Regions from separate parts of the Bos taurus genome. Here region 2 is linked to region 1. The links are chromatin contacts, called in public Hi-C maps. All regions are on one chromosome and are shown on one strand. The core of a region is the stretch at or near the end of the contact, and the rest is flanking DNA. Distances in the headings are between cores, read along the strand shown. Region 1 holds the start of MARCHF2 (membrane associated ring-CH-type finger 2). Region 2 overlaps PRAM1 (PML-RARA regulated adaptor molecule 1).

Evidence for each region. Hi-C and Micro-C count contacts between places; a contact is called where the count stands out from the background.
Region 2: a contact with region 1 is called in a Hi-C map of skeletal muscle, with 3 times the contacts expected there. The contact joins the enhancer-like site here to the promoter of MARCHF2 in region 1. A contact is called at or near these places in 3 of 11 Hi-C or Micro-C datasets (liver, skeletal muscle and an unstated tissue).

What each region holds. Positions count from the first base shown.
Region 1 is chr7:17,035,570-17,040,885 of ARS-UCD2.0, forward strand. It overlaps MARCHF2 (membrane associated ring-CH-type finger 2), which reads left to right and starts at 2,751. Exons shown (of 6, transcript NM_001037589.1): 1 at 2,751-2,849.
Region 2 is chr7:17,097,371-17,102,686 of ARS-UCD2.0, forward strand. It overlaps PRAM1 (PML-RARA regulated adaptor molecule 1), which reads right to left. Exons shown (of 10, transcript XR_807673.4): 5 at 3,465-3,522; 6 at 3,249-3,360; 7 at 2,971-3,137; 8 at 2,851-2,884; 9 at 2,721-2,755; 10 at 2,430-2,602. It overlaps HNRNPM (heterogeneous nuclear ribonucleoprotein M), which reads left to right. Exons shown (of 16, transcript NM_001191223.1): 16 at 826-1,250. The coding sequence ends at 989. Among named protein-coding and RNA genes, the nearest start is that of PRAM1, 12 kb to the right of the region's middle. Within about 2 kb of position 2,936, at least 11 of the 102 cell types and tissues checked have an H3K27ac peak or open chromatin away from gene starts, as enhancers often do. A contact at or near this core is called in skeletal muscle, where this site is marked.

The DNA.
Region 1 (5,316 bases), core at 1,501-4,000:
TACACAGCAAAATATAACAGGTGATCCTAGAATGGAGTCTGGAGCTTTAAAGAACTTTATTGAAACTTTGAATGGGATTTGGGAACTACCTGGTGATACTGGATCAATATTAATTTTCTGATTTTGAAGATAATACTATAATTATGTAGAAGAATGTACTTTACTTAAGAAATAAGCCCTGGGACTTCCCTGGTGGTCCAGTTGTTAAGAGTCCACCTGCCAATGCAGGGGACATGAGTCCCATCCCTGGTCTGAGAAGATCCCACTCTCAAAGGGACAACTAAGCCTGTGTGCCACAACTGCTGTGCCTGTGTGCTGCAACTATTGAAGCCCATGAGTCTAGAGCCTGTGCTCCGCAACAAAAGAAGCCACTGCCATAAGAAGCTGGTGCACGACAACTAGAGAACAGCTCCTGCTTGCCGCAGCCAGAGAAAGCTTGAGTACAGCAACAAAGACAGAGCATGGCCCAAGATAATTAATTTTAAAAAAGAAATAAACACTGAAGCATTAAGGGTTAATGAGACACCATATATCTATTTTATACTCAAAGGATTCAGAAACGTTAACAATTGAGGAATCTGGGCAAAAGGTTTATGGGAGTTCTGTGCATTATTTCTGCAACTTTTTCATCAATTTGACATTATTTTAGAACAAAAAAATTAAAAACCCAAGTGCATAAAGTTGAACATTTGCTTCATTTTGATCTGCGATCATGATCTTTATTGAAGGTGAAATAGTCTAATTTGTGGCCAATGGAAGCTGCTAATTGGTTCCCATTGACATTATGTTAGTAGGTAATGTCTTTGATAACTCCCTTTCTGGTATTTAAAGATGTGCCATGTTCATCTGTACATTTCCTGCTCCTGACTCAGTCTGTTGTTTTCTTCAATATTCCTAGCCTCTTTCAAATGGAAATGGTATTTAGAGACCACTGTCTGGGCTTATGGGGGCTTCCGAAGTGGTTCGGTGGTAAAAAGAAAAAAAAAATCCACCTGCCTATGCAGGAGACGTGGGTTTGATCCCTGGGTGAGGAAGATCCCCTGGAGAAGGAAATGGCAACCCACTCCAGCATTGTTACCTGGAAAATTCCACGGACAGAGGAGCCTGGCGGGCTACAGTCCATGGAGTCACAAAGAGTCGGACACGACTGAGCACAACTGGGACTGTGGGATGCTTGTTGCAGGCTTTTCAGTGGACACAGGCAGCAAATGTTTGCTTTTTATAAAGACGAAATGTATCGTGATACTCCAAATTCAAGACCACAGGTGTTTTTTTTTTTTTTCCTTTAATGTGATCAATCTTACATCTGTGCCTCCTTCACTCCCTATGAAAAACCCAGTTCTTGATACTGACATAATCACTCCTTTGCTTTATCCCAGACTAAGTGTGCAACAAGCTCAGAATAACCATTTTATCTCCACCACCACCACCATCACTATATTGAGTATGGACAGTCAAATTCTGGTGTTTTAAAGTCACTAGGAGTTCATCTCTGGGTTATTTTGTCACCAATTGGATATACAGGTTAATTCATTTTATTTCAGTTTTGTTTTTTAGATATCTTACATTTAAAATTTTGTTTTAAAGTTATATAAAATATCTACATGGTTGTAAAGTTGAATGTATAAAACAAGGTACAGTTTTAAAAGCCTAGCTTCTGGGACCTCCCTGGTGCTCCAGTGGTTAAGGCTCCACACTTCTAATGCAGGTCACAGATTCAGATTCCTGGTGAGGAATCAGTCCAGCCAAAAAGTAAAAAAAAAAAAAAAAAAAAATTAAAAAGTGTAGCTTCTATTTTGTCCTTTCTATTCTACTTCCCTCTATAGGTAACCTATATGATTTATAATTCCATTTTTTAAAAATATAAGCCAGTACAACACGAAAGAATTTGACTAAGGTGACTAAGCTGGATCTACATACTCAATAAAGGCAGGGGAAGAAAGGAGTATTAAGGAAATTCTCCATCCCACCTCAGACACTTTGCATGTGACAGTGTCAGTTCAATTGCTTCTTTAGGGAATTACTTTTGAACTTTCCAAATATTCCGTGATATGCCTCTCTCGCTCGCTACAATTTATCACCTTTGCAATTAATAATTACATTACTGACTGTTTAACGTCTACTTCACCCCCTACACTGCGATCCGTGAGGGCAGCACTATTTACCATATTAAACATTGTGTCCACAGCGCCTAGCACAGTGCCTGGCTCATATTGATGTTTATTACATCTAATCAATTAATTTGTTGTATATATGAATGAAAATGAATGATGAATAAATGATGGCTTTAGGCTCTTCCAAGGCCCCCTAACCTCTCTAGGTTTCTGTTTCCTCTCTGTGAAATGTGATCAGATGGTTCATCCCGCCGCCAGAATTGATGAGACGCTTAAGGGAGGTGAGGAACACAAATCCCTCTGCTGGTGTCACGTTGAATTCGGTAACGGTTTAATTTATTAACTGGTCGTCTGCAGGTGGCGCCACCTGCCCCGCTCGTGCCCCGAGTCGAGATAGGGCGGGGTCGGGGATCGGGGGGCGGGATCGAGGTTGGGGCGGAGCCAGGACGCGGCAGGGGCGGAGTCAGTAGCTGCGGCGCCGCCGGGCCTGTGCGGCCCAGAACGTCCCCGTCGCCTGTGGCCCCGCCTTCCAGGGCGGGACATCCATGACAATTGGCCAGTGTAGGCGAGAGGTGGTCGCCATTGGTCCGTGACACCGTCGGCTCGGCGGGCGGTGTCCAGACGCAGGTACCGGCCAGAGCGGAGCTAGCGGCGCTGACGGGACCGGCCGGGCCGGGACCAGGGCCGGGGCGAGCGGAGGGGCCTGCGCGGCCGCCCGGCCCGGCCGCGGATCAGGTGGGCACGGGCGGGAGGTTGGGGTGGAGGGGTGCCGTTCTGCTGCATGGCCCAGAGTTCGAGGCCCGAGCCCGGCCCCCTGAAGGACGGCCAGGCTCGGACCGTCGGCCTCAGCCTTCCCAGCAAGTAGGTGTTCTCAGTTTCCGTCTTTGTAGAAGGCAGGAGGTCTCCGGGGGGCTGGCGCACAGTAGGTGCCTCTCTGAGCCTCACTTTCCCCATCTGTGAAACTAGGTCATCCCAGGACCAACCTAACGGGGCTGTTGTGAAGATTAAGGAGGTGCAGACGAAGAAAGCGCCCTGCGTATAGTAGGCGGTCAATAAGTGACCAGTCACCTTCCCCAACCTCCTCCTCAGAGGGGCTCTGCCAGGAAAATAGTCAAGATGATGACCCAGGCATTTGCTTAGCAGAGAGCCTGGCTGTTAGTGGGTGCTCAAAACAGGACAGCCAGAATTTATAGGTTTAGTCCATTTAATCCTTTAGTGACAATATCAAGTGGAAGTACTTGATACTTCAAGTACTTCAAGGGAAGAAATGTTCCCTGCTGTGTTGCTGTTGTTTAGTGACCAAGTCGTGTCTGACTCTTTTGCGACCCCGTGGAGTGTAGCCCACCAGGTTCCTCTGTCCATGGGATTTCCCAGGCAAGAATACTGGAGTGGGTTGCCATTTCCTTCTCCAGGGGATCTTCCTGACCTAGGAATCGAACCCACATCTCCTGCATTGGCAGGTGGATTCTTTACCAATGAGCCACCAGGGAAGCCCCTCTCTGCTATACAGCTGAGGAAGTCAAGGCTCAGAGAGGGCCAGCTTTTCAACCAGGGCTACATAGTGAGTAAAGATCAGAGCTGGGATTAGAGTCTGGCCTCCAGTGCAGGGCTATGCAAGTGCTGAAGGGCACACAGGAGCTTCTCTTTGCTAAGTGAAGAGGAATGAATGCATTTCACAGACTACACATTTATCCTAAAAAAAAATAACTGAGCATTTGTTGAGTGCTTAGTGTGTGCCAGGCACTGACTGTGCCTTGTATTATCAGACCCTCCCAACAGCTGTCTGTAAGCTGAGGACAATAATTATCATAAGAGCTAAAATTTATCAACTTATTCATGCTTATGCATATATGAGCTGGGTCTCATTGCAACCCCCCGTTATACAAAAGAGAAAACTGAGGCCCAGGGAGTGAAGCAACTGAACTGAGACAACACTGTGGGGGAATTAGGGCCATCTGACTCTTCTTCCCTCAGTTTCCTGCCCTCAGAAAAAAGAAGCTGTTCAAAATGTTGTGGTGCCCCCGTGCCACCCCAGACAAGCCTAGCCAAGGACAAGCTTTGCTGGAGGAATTGAGCCTGAATTGACCCTTCTTCTTATGAAGCCCTTCAGCAGACACAGTGCACTAGCTTCATCAACTTATTTGACAAAAGAGGAGAATGAGGCCCAGAGAAGCCAAGTGACTTGTCCCAGGATACACAGCATCAGCACCAGAGTCAGGACTTAAAAGAACCCAGATCTCTTGGGTCCCAGACCCACTCACTGGACTAAGTTCAAATCCTGCACTGTCCCAACTTAGCTGTGTGATCTTGGGCAAGTAACTGCCCCTCTCTGAGCCTCCTCAACTGTCAAATGGGGATAGTTATTGGACTTCCATCATAGGTTTGTTGTGAAGATTCAGTGAAATCCATCTCCTGGGCACTGGGCCAAGTTTGCTGGAGGCGTTGGCTTAGTCACCCCTCCCAGCAGCCCCAGAGCTGAGTTCAGCCTGCAGCCACCCTACCCTTGTATCCAGGCTCGAGACTGGCCTCTCCTGAGCCCAAGCCTCTGTGCTTTGCACAGATCTCCAGCCTCTGAAGATTTCTGGTTCCCATCTTGGGTGCTGGCAAACCAGGGTCTGGAGATCAAGGGACTGGCTCTCCCACCCTGCTCTTACACAGAAGAGGGGCTGAGGAATTAATGCAGGAACTGTGTACCAGACGTTGGATCAGGCGCTGGAGATGACTGATAGTGGAAGACAGATGTGGTTTAAACAGCAGATGAAGAAATAAGAACATTAAAGGGACCTCCCTGGTGGTGCAGTGGTTGGGACTCTGTGTTCTCATTGCTGAGGGCCTAGGTTCAATCCCTGGTCAAGGAACTAAGATCCTACAAGCCTCACCATGTGGGCAAAAAAAAAAAAAAGAAAAAGAAATAAGAGCATTTCAGAGAGGGACACATCTGTGAGGGCAATAATGTGGACATGAGTAGCACTTCAACCCAAGTGATCACGGAAGGCCTTGCTGGGGAGGTGACCTTTGAAGGAACATTTATAACAACTATTGGAGTTCAATAAACTCAGCACAGTGCCTGGCTTGTAGTAGGTACCTTTTCTTTTTTTTAATTTTTATTGTTTCTTACACCATTTTGTATTGGGGTATAGCCAATTAACAACATTGTGATAGTTTCAGGTAAACAGCAAAGGAACTCAGCCATACATACACA
Region 2 (5,316 bases), core at 1,686-4,185, 62 kb after region 1:
TCTTCTCTTGGGTCAGTTATTGAGCCATAGCCTGCCTTCTTGCCCTTTTGCCCTCTCTCCCTACTCCTTAGTTCACAGATTGTAGTAGAAAAGTCAAGTGGATCATGCCACTTCCCCTCCCAGGCCTGGAGGTGTCTGTCCCTCTCTTGGCAAGAGAAATCTAAAACTATAAGCCCTGTACCACTTAGTGTCTGCCCAAGCTGTTTTAGAACTTGCCTGTGAGAAGCCCTCCAGGGCTTGACCTTCTCTTAAGCAGAGTTCATGGCCCTAGTGCTGTGCAGGCCAGCCCTGCTACACTTGTGTTCTTGGCCCTGCGTTTCTGTAGCTCTTCCCTTGTATTGTTTTCCACAGTGCTTGACACATAACCAGGATGCTTAACCAGAGCTTGAAGGAATAACCTGCTTGTTAATGATTACAAAGCTTGTATTTGGACAGTACAGAAGTGTCCATGGTATTGGCGATGGCCTTGTAAACACAGAGGAGCAGTGTATTAAAAGTGAAGCCTCTGTAAAATTTGCCTATAAAGTTGGCTTCACACAGCGTATTTTTTTTAATAACTCTTGAGCATGAAGGTGTACTTTCAGGACTGCTTATCATGAGTCAGATTGTTGTCCCGTGGGCAGAAGAATGGCAGTGTGGTGGAGGGCCATGGTAGCCGGGTTCCAGTCGCTGTGTTCTGAGCATTCTTGCGTCAGGCGCAAGGGCCGCTCTCCCTTTTGACTCTGTCAACCGAAATCCAACAGGTGATCTGGACTGAGTGGAGCCCAGACTGAGCTCTGGGTTTGCCTGATGAGTTGTGGTCTCTTCTTCCCTCCCTGTGCCCAGGCCACGTGCTGTATGCTGACATCAAGATGGAGAATGGGAAGTCCAAGGGGTGCGGTGTGGTTAAGTTTGAGTCGCCAGAGGTGGCTGAGAGAGCCTGCCGGATGATGAATGGGATGAAGCTGAGTGGCCGAGAGATTGATGTTCGAATCGATAGAAATGCTTAAGCAGTTGCCTTTTTTAAACATCGATACCAGACCTCTGAATTTGTATTTTTTCTTGTTAACCATTTTAATTTGTTGGCTGGATGTATAAAGATGTTTAAAAAATTCAGTTGCTTTTTGGGGTAATTTGAATTACTTTTTTAATGACTGGGGTTCCATTTGACTGTTTGCATTGAGATTGCAATGTGCGCAATTTTTTTTGTAGTTGTGGCATCTTGTTGACATCGAATATGACTTTGATAATAAATACCAGTTCCTGAAAGCTGCTTGCTTCTGTGTGTGTGTTGTGGGGTAACCACCTGAGGTTGAGGAACCAAAGCCACTCAGTCTCCTTTCTGCCCTTGGAGCTGTGTGGACCCTTGAGGTGAGAGGCCACTGCCCTCAGCCTCTTGAGAAAAATCTCTTTATGGAAACCGAGTCCTGAGTGGGCCTGAGTCTCCAGTGCCAGTGGTGGTGTACTTGGCTGTCACAACCAGCCTGTCTCCCCAGTGCAGTGATTCTATGGGACACAGATACTGCAAGGGGCCCACTTCCAGACTTTGTCCCAGTCTGCCCCAGCTGCTGAAAGGAGCATTTGTTTCTGTCAGTCCTGGAGGGTGGGTGGTCCTGTCAAGGTGCTGGCAGATCCAGGGCCTGGTGAGGGCCTTGTCCTAGTGCATGGATGACACTTTCTAGCTGTAACCTCACGTGGCAGGAGTCGTTGAGGGAACTTTCTCAGATATTTAAAACAATATTTTATTTGGCTGTGCCATGTGGCTTGTGGGTCTTCAGTTCTCCAAACAGGATGGGGACTGAACCCAGGCCCTTGGCCATGGAAGTGCATTGTCCTAACCACTGGACAACCAGGGAAGTCCCCAGACCTCTTTCATAGGGCACAGATCCCATCCACGAGGACTCTGCCTCTGGACCTCATGCTTTCTTGTGCCGTCACCTAGAGGGGTAGGTTTTCAATTTAGGAATTTGTTTTTGACAGCCAGAACACAAACTTCAGTCCATAGCAGCTTTTCTTTGCTAAAACAGACCAAGAAGAGTGTAGGTTTCTGAGCATGTTCTGCCCTGTCAGAGGTTTCGGCTGAACTTGATACTGTACTTGGTCAGAACTGGGTCACATTCTCTCCACAATGTGACTGACTTGGGCTATTGCCCGTGAGGAGCTGCAGCAGCTGCTTGTCGTGCTGGACGTGGAGGGCCCCCAAGTATCTCCCTCTGCTCGCTGACCGCAGCTGACCTGGTGCCATCAGAGGGTCCCTCAGCTCAGCTTCCAAGAGTGGCCCCCTCCCTTGCCACCTTCCCCTGCCACCTTCCCCTGCCCTCCTTTTTCCCTTCTGGCCTTTATCCTTGAGGGGTGAGGAGACCTGGACCTCACAGATTTCCCCCCAGTATTTGATCATGGCTCCACTGTGTGTGGTCATTAGCAGGGAAAGAAAAGACAAGACACAGGAGTCACTTTAAAAGAGGGACTTTATGTGGTCTGTGGACGTGGCCAGACAGGAGCCCAGGCAACCGCTGGGGTCCAGAGCTCCTGATTAGCAGGTGACTGGACTGGTGGGCTGTCCATTCATCCCCACACCTGCAGCCTTACTGTCCCTAGGGCAATGGTTGGCTGTCCAAAGGATCTGCCAAGAAAGGTGACTTTCAGTGACCCTTTCCCTGTGAGCAGGTAGCCAGCAGCCCCTGGAGGAGTAGCAGAGGACCTCGCCCCACCCGTCCCATCCACCCAGAGCATCTACATACCCCAGGCAGCGACGTCATCGTACACCTCCGTTTCCCTGGTGGAGAGCACAGTTGGGTCGGTCAGGGTCACCCTGCCCTATTGTCACACCCCTACCCCCACCCCCTGTCCCCAGTCAGCGCTGGCACTCACAAGGGCAGTAGAGCTGTTCTAGGCACATAGCCATCTGTGAAGAGAGCAGGGTGGGTGGGTGAGGTCTCCTCCCTCCTTGGGCGGCCTGCCTTCCCAGGCTGCCCTCCACTGGTGACTCACTCACACTTGCCCTTGGTGTCCCGGCACAGCATCTCCTCCTTGCTGGTGAACTCAATCACCTCCAGGATCTCCCCACGCCGGATCCCTAGGTGCTTGCCACCCCCACGGCGAGTCTTGGCATTGGGGTCGATCATCATCCTCGTCTGAACCACAATCTCTCCCTCAAACTGGGGAGGGGGACACAAGAGCTGCCGCTTGCCCTGCTGCCCTCAGAACCCCGTGTGGGGCGGTGGCCACCTGGGGCCGAGCCCAGCCCTCCCAGGACTCTTCATTCACACCTTGAACTTCTTCCGAAACTCCCGCTCAGCTTTCTCTGCCTTCCGGAGCTGCTTCAGGGACTTCAGGTCCGTGGGCGGCACCTGCGGTGGCTGGAGAGGCACCTTCTCCTTCCTGAGCACCCGCCCCCCCAAGGAATTAGGTGCTCATGCTTCTCAGGGACCCCCTTTTACTGTTCTCCCCAGCTCAGCCCAGCCCTGCCCACCTCCCTCTGGTACCTGAGCTCTGGGTTTTGAGGTGGCCTCCACGGGTACTGCTGAGCCGACAACGCTTCATCTGGGACAGTCAGAGTGCTGAGTTAGGGCAGGGCCATTGAGTGTGGGCCTCTGGCTCTGGTGGCCTGATGTTCCCTGGTCAGTTTTCAGGACTTGGGTCTCCTCCTCACCCTCAGCTGCCCAGGCCTCTCATAGTAGATTCCCTTCCATTTTCCTAACTCCTGCCACAGGCCAGGCACGGCAGAAACCGTTAACCATTTCTTTCAACTTTCTTTTCTTTAAAAAATGTATTTGGCTGCTCTCGGTCTTAGTTGCAGTATGTGGGATCTAATTGCCTGTCCAGGGACCGAACCCATGCCCCCTGCATTGGGAATGTGAAGTCTTAGCCGCTGAACCAACAGGGAAGTCCCTTCTTTCAACTTTTTGATGGCTGTCATCCCAAGTTGCCTGCTGAGGAGGTAGCAAGGGCTGGAGAGGTAAGGCAGCCTGCCCAAGGCCACCAAGCCATTAAATGGTAGAGGCAGGGCTCCTCTGTCAGCTTTTGAGGCAGTTTCACCCTTCCCTCCTACAGCACGTAGGTTTTGGGAATTCTAATGAGGCATGGGTCAAAAAAGAAGGCCAAGAAAAGTGTTTCCTCAAAGCAAACAAAGCCTGCCTCTGAGAAGGGGCTGTGTCTGGCTGGGGTTCTTGCTTGGTCTGGCTGATGAGGAGACTGGACTGGAAGGAGTCACCCAGGTGGCAGCCCACTCACTACCTGGCAGATGACCAGCTTTTTAGGTGAGGGCACTGCAGGCCAAGGGTCTGCTTACAGTGAGAGCCTCATGAACACTGGGTGAGTGAAGGATCTAGAACCTGTAGCCCCCAGCTCTTTTTGCAGTCCTCTCTGAACGATTTGAAGTGCCGCCCTGGGCATACCAGACCACGCTGGGGTGGGGAGGGGGCTGCATATCTGCATGGTGCACTCTTCCCTCCCCAGACACTTTTTGCCTCCAGCCTCAGCCTGGTACTGAAGTGACAGTCACACCCAGAGGCCACCCGGGCTGGAGATTGTCACCCAGCTGGAAGCAGTACTGACTTCATCCCAGGGCTCCTATACACCTCCCGCAACCTAAGCGCACACAGCCCTGGGTGCAGCCGAGCAGGGCAGACCCTGGCGCCCTATAGCCCCGGCACCCGGGGCAGTGAGATCCTGAGCAGGCTGCCCTCAGCTCCTGACCCTTGAGGAGCTCCCTGTCTGTGCAGCGAGCTGCCACCGCTCCGAGTGAGGCAGAGAGTGTGAGGGAGGCACCCAGAGTCCCTCAGGTCAGGGATAAATGAAAGGGGCAGAGCAGCCTTTGGGACAGTCTGCACTGCTGTGAGCACCCACCCCCACCCCTCGAGAGGGAGAGATCTGGGCAAGCGTGTGGTACTGGGTCAGAGTCTTGGAGAATGACCGGCACAGGATGGGGGACAGTGAGCTAAGCTAAGGATGTGTCTGGTCTACTTGGGGTTGGGGAAACAGAAAAGGGTGGGCTCATGCCTGCAGAGTTGCTGGAGGTGGTGCATTCAGAGGTCCACATCCCCCGGAGTGGCAGCCCCCTCCAGACCCGAGCCACAGAGCCTCACTAGAGCGGAAGCAAGAGGGGCCCTGTCAGGAAGCTCTGTGCTCACAGAGGTGTTGCAAGCAGCCCCTGGGGAAAGCAAGCCCAGGAGAAGTAGCAGGGCCCAGGAAGGAGTCAAGCCATAGAGGCAGCAGGCTTTGGGGGCTGGGCTGGTGAGGAGGGGCAGCAGCTGGGGACCCCTCGGGTACCTCTGACAAGAGGTTGCCTGGCAGGAGACCCTCCAGAGATAAGGGCAGGAAGCAGCCTGGGGGCAG